2 separate regions of the Sus scrofa genome follow, and region 1 is linked to region 2. A link is a contact called in public HiChIP or PLAC-seq data. All regions are on one chromosome and are shown on one strand. Each heading gives the region's core, a stretch centred on a gene start, on an enhancer-like site or on the middle of the called end of the contact. The rest is flanking DNA. Distances are from core to core; before and after follow the strand shown. Region 1 holds the start of ASF1A (histone chaperone ASF1A). Region 2 holds the start of MAN1A1 (mannosidase alpha class 1A member 1).

Region 1 (2,700 bases), core at 121-2,620, 480 kb after region 2:
GGGCGAGCCTGCGCGCCAGCATCCCCCAGGCGCCTCGAGCATCCCCGGCGCCGGCCCTGGAGCGCCGGCCCGGGAGCACCCGCGGCCCCCGGGGAGCGCCGTCGCCGGCCCGCGGCGCCGAGGGGCCGAGCCTGCGCCCGCCTCCCCCGCTGGTTGGTCGAGGGAGCCAGAAATCAGCGCGAGGACAGCCTCGCTCTCCTCCCCGAAGCGGCCGGGCATGGCCACCCAGGAGTGTACGGTAACTCCGGCATTAGCTCTAAAAATGGATCTGCCTCTCGCTCCGGGGCAGGAAGGTGGGCAGGCGGGGCGCCGTGTTCGTCACCCGCGGAGAGGAGGCGTCGTGACGCCGGGGTCGGTGGCCCAATTCTCTACTCTTGGTAAGATGGCTCCGCTGCTAACTCGCCGGCGCGACCACACACATGCCTCTCCCTTTCCACCTCGTCGCCGGGACCGCGGGGGCCGTGGAAGCCATTCGCGGCTCGGGGCCAGCCCGGCGCGACCCCTGGCCGGTGCCGCGGGAGAGAGTGCGGGTCTCGTGAACCGCCCGCCCGCCAGACAAAGCTGACAACATGGCTACCTCCGCTCGAACAAGTTCCTCGCAAGTTGAGCCGCAGCAGGCGCCCCGGCTGCGGCCGAACGCCGCGCACGCCTCGGCGGCCGTCGTCCATCAACTTCAAGTTTCCCTCCGCAGAGCCGAGACCGCAGCTCGCCCGGCGCCGAGCACCGACTGCCCGCGCGAGGCCGGGCCCGGGAAACTTTCAACGTCTGCAGCCCGCAACTGACAGCCCGGCGGCTGGCGGGCGCCCGACTCACCTTCAGACAGGTCCTCGATGCACTCGAAGGTGATCTCGAACTGGAATGGGTTGTAGAAAGGAGAAGGGTTATCCAGCACCACTACATTGTTCACCTGAACCTTTGCCATATTTTGAAAAAAACACAAACAATGGGAACGGGGGCTTGTTGCGGCACAATAAAGTCCAGCGCGCGGCCGCTCGGGAGAGCGCAGACCCCCGCCCCGGCGCCGGCCCGACGTCGTGCAGCGGCGACTTGAGAAACTTTTTTTTCCTCTTTTTATTTACACGGGAACACTCCACTGTGTTTTGCAGCTTTCCTATTTCACTAAACTACAGCCCATTCTGCTCTGATAACTAGCAGCGTTGCCCGCGATTGGCTGCACCCGAGCTCTGACCCTCCTCCTCCAGCGAGGGCCTCTGCGGCGAGCAAGATGGGCTCCCGCTCCCGGAATGGACTCGGAAACTTTAACTGCGGCTCCACCTGCTGGTGTGGATTAGGACAAAGGCGGAGAACAAAGTGAGTGGAATACGGGCTGGGAGGCCCGCGCGGAGGCCGCCGGCGGCGGCGGCGGGGGGAGGGGCGGAACAGGCCCCGCCCCCCGGCCCGGCGGCTCCCGCGCCGCACGTCGGGCGTGGCCGCGGCGGGGCGGGGTCGAAGGAGGCGTGGTCACGGGCGAGGCGGCGGGGGCGTGGCCACGGCGAGGAGGCGTGCTCGCCGTGGGCCTGGCGGCGGGAGGGTGTGATCTCAGGCAACGCCCGCCTCTTGGGATTGCTTGCTGTGGGTTTTTTTCTTTTAACGCTTTTTTTTAAACATCAGTCCAACGGCTTTTCCGGCTCTCTACTGAATTAAGCACATGTGAATCTGTTGTCCACAGTAGCTTAGGTTCAGCCTCTGTATGTTGGGTAATATTGGGTGTAGAAAAAGGGTTGGTTGCAGTGGAAGTATATTGTATTTTATAGACTGATGCCAACTCAAAAGGAATAAAGCCATTTTGGAAATGTAGTTCTTGGCCAATACCTGCGTTTGGGCACAATAGCGCCGTTAGTTAAGTAGATACAAAATGAAGGGCGAGAAGACGCTCTTCCGCACACACTTTGTGCAATAGGTAATACTTGGGTGGCACCTCGGTCTTCTTTCTCCCATTCCAATCTGGAAACTCTAGAATAAGAAAAAGATTACTGGAGGTGGGATCAGTTACACTCCAGGTTTCTACTGTGTGGTGGGCATAACAGGAAAATAAAAGGAGAAAATTGCAGTGTGAGGAGACCAAAAGGTAACAGATATCAATAGAGAAGGGAAAAGGAGAGTAGGAATCACAAAGGAATACTGACATGCAATTTTCAAAAAATCCATGACCTAAAAGGTTAGTAAATACAAATTATGGCACCACAAACAAGGGAAACTGTTGCTTGATTATTCCACATTCAGTGTCTATTTGCTGTTTGACTATCTTTGTAGGGAAAAGATAAGCTCGTAACACATTTATAAGATTGTTGAACTGTTTCTATTTGCCAAGTAAGAGTGGTATAAAGGTTTTCTTTTTTCTTTTTCTGCTCTAATAGAACCGATATTTATAAGCCACTTTTTTTTCTTAAGAATTTTGAATGAAGTCTCTAGACTTGGCTAATTAAATCTAGAGGAAAGAAAATATTCCTTAAGTATCATCTATGCTGAAAGTTTCAGTATAATGCCCAGAATTTTAAGTTTTGTTCATACTTGAGTAGGTTGCTTTTTTTTTTTGTCTTTTTACCTTTTCTAGGGCCGCTCCTGTGGCATATGGAGGTTCCCGGGCTAGGGGTCGAATCAGAGCTGTAGCCACCCGCCTATGCCAAAGCCACAGCAACGCAGAATCCGAGCCATGTCTGCGACCCACTCCACAGCTCATGGCAATGCTGGATTCTTAAC
Region 2 (2,700 bases), core at 66-2,565:
AGCAACAGGGGAATTGCGAATAGATTTTGGAAAATAAGGCTGTCTTGAAAACAATTTCTGTTGGACCAAGTCCTTACTTCCCTGGAAGTAGTCAAATCCAAGACAATTTCAACAGTGCTGAAATTTATTACTTGAAGTTATGGCAGCATAAAACTGTCTTCTTTAAATGGAAAATATGACCAACTTGTATGAGGTAAATGAATTTTGAAAGTGGGAGTGGGTGGGGGAGCTACGCAACTTTTTTTTCTTTTTAAAGGGGGCGAGGATGCATAGGAAGACTCCCAAGCAGCCACAAAACCAGCAGGTCTCTTGGGATTTAGAGGATGTTCCACCAGAGAGCTCCAAAGCTGAGCTCAGAAGCTCTCCAATTCACAGCTCCTCATCGAGGGACTTTTGGGTTAACTGCAACGGAGCAATGGGGGAATCCCTCCCTTGGCAAAAAGAGGGTAACTGGAGGAAAGACGCGCTTCACACCGTTCAAATCTGGCAGTTCTCTGCAAGACCCCGTCCTTATTCGGCCTCCCTCCGGGCAGGTCCCGCACCACCAGGCGCAGGTCCGAGGGGGCCGCAGGGGGATCCCGCATCAGCCCAGGCACCTAACCCACACCCCTAGAGCAACCACCCCCTGGGGCCTCTGGCCCGAAACCCCCGCGGGATAAACTCGCCGACCTCGGGCCCCGCCCGCTGCCTCGCGCCTCCGGGCCCCGCGACCTCCCCACCCCCGGCCGGGCCCCTGCGAGGCTGCGCTTCCCGTAACTCCCCTCCCTGCACTGCCCCCTCCCCGCCTCGGCCCCGCCCCCGCGGGACCCTGAGCCGCGTGCGATTGGCCCTGCCGCGCCATCACTCTCCGGACGCGTCACCGCCCTCGTTTCCGACCGCCCAGAGACCGGCAGTGGTGGTAGTGCTCGCGGGGCCGCGGTGGAGGGCATAGTGCTGTCCTGCTCTCTCCCACTCGCCCGCGGGTCGGCGCGCTCGCCCAGCTGAGCAGCATCCAGGGCTGCGGGGCAGTCGGACTGCACGCTCAGCCTGAGAAGCAGAGACAGCTAGTCCTAGCTTCGGGATGGGGAGCCGGCGAAGTTGACGAGCCCACCACCCGCGCTGCGCCTCTCCTGTGCGGAGGCGCTCTGCCCTCTCCAGGAGGTGCCCGCGCACGGCCCTGCTCCAGGTGTGCGCGGGACACCCAGCCCCCGAGACCCGAAAACTTCACCCCAAGTCCAAAGAGTGGTTTCCGAGGGCGGTGCCGGGAGCCAGACTCCGAACTCCGTGAAGGGGGAACTGTCCTGGTGGCTCGCACGGCCGTCTGAGGGCGGAGACCGGTGGAAACTTTATCACCATCATCGTAATTACTACGTTTTACTGTTTCTCTCCCCGCAGGGGCTACAGCCAGAGGTCTGTCGCGCGTGTTTGTTTGCCAAAGGAGCCGCTTGGGGGAGAAGACTCGAAGGGGAGTTGTTCCCCAAGGGATACCTGCAGCCCAGGCAGGGGGTTTGGGCGGCCTGGATGCACAGGACCCAGCCCCGCAGCCGCTGACGCCGGGCGGCGGCGAAGTTTGGCTGCTGAGCGGCGCAGAGCAAGGCCACTGGACAGCGGGCAACCCTGCGGCCGTGGCAGCGGGAGCGATGCCGGTGGGGGGCCTGTTGCCACTCTTCAGCAGCCCGGCGGGCGGCGGCCTGGGCGGCGGCCTGGGTGGGGGGCTCGGCGGCGGCGGCGGCGGCGGCGGCAGAAAGGGGTCGGGCCCCTCCGCCTTCCGCCTGACGGAGAAGTTCGTGCTGCTGTTGGTGTTCAGCGCCTTCATCACGCTCTGCTTCGGAGCGATCTTCTTCCTGCCCGACTCTTCCAAGCTGCTCAGCGGGGTCCTGTTCCACTCCAGCCCCGCCCTGCAGCCAGCCGCTGACCACAAGCCGGGGCCCGGGGCGCGCGCCGAGGACGCGGCAGATGGGCGAGCCCGGCCCGGTGAAGAGGGCGCTCCCGGGGACCCCGCGGCCGCCCTAGAGGACAACTTGGCCAGGATCCGCGAAAACCACGAGCGAGCTTTGAGGGAAGCCAAGGAGACTCTGCAGAAGCTGCCCGAGGAGATCCAAAGAGATATCCTGATGGAGAAGGAGAAGGTGGCCCAGGACCAGATGAGTAACAGGATGGGGTTCAGGCTGCCCCCAGTGTACTTAGTACCCCTCATCGGGGCGATTGACCGGGAGCCGGCCGACGCCGCTGTCCGCGAGAAAAGGGCAAAGATCAAAGAGGTGAGTGCACCCAGGCTGGAAATTCTTCCGGACCTGCGATGTTTTTCTGGGAGAAACGACAAACCTTTGAAACTCATAAGACTGTAACATTACAATGTGGGGAGACATCGAGGTTTTCCACTTAACCTGGTGCAGTGTCAAAGGCTCTTTCGTTTTCCTTTCAGTATCATAGTAGATGTGGCCAATTATGATCCGAGGTTGAATCCCGTTGTTTTTAACTTGCATGCTCGGTGAGCATAAGCCACACAAGGTAGGTCTTAAATATATGGGTAGGTGCTGTGCAAACCTCTTTTACGGCCCAATACACGGTTAATCGTCGCTGAGAACAGTGGCAGTGAAGGTCCCAAACAGCCCCCCTAATAAAGCTTGGTCGTGGCTTTGAAATGAAGCTTGAATGTAAACGCGAAGCATCAATCACCCATGATAGAAAGATTCTAACAGCAAGCCAGCACACCCTGTT

What was found. HiChIP or PLAC-seq counts read pairs in DNA pulled down with a chosen protein or histone mark.
Region 1: a contact with region 2 is called in an H3K27ac HiChIP or PLAC-seq map of alveolar macrophages. The contact joins the promoter of ASF1A here to the promoter of MAN1A1 in region 2. A contact is called at or near these places in 1 of 5 promoter capture datasets (fetal liver) and 1 of 2 datasets of contacts at active chromatin or transcription factors (alveolar macrophages).

The regions. Positions count from the first base shown.
Region 1 is chr1:43,213,649-43,216,348 of Sscrofa11.1, forward strand. It overlaps ASF1A (histone chaperone ASF1A), which reads right to left and starts at 1,371. Exons shown (of 4, transcript XM_003121238.4): 1 at 814-1,371. The coding sequence starts at 922. The region is part of intron 7 of MCM9 (DNA helicase MCM9); the gene reads left to right.
Region 2 is chr1:42,728,854-42,731,553 of Sscrofa11.1, forward strand. It overlaps MAN1A1 (mannosidase alpha class 1A member 1), which reads left to right and starts at 1,316. Exons shown (of 12, transcript NM_213885.1): 1 at 1,316-2,240. The coding sequence starts at 1,620.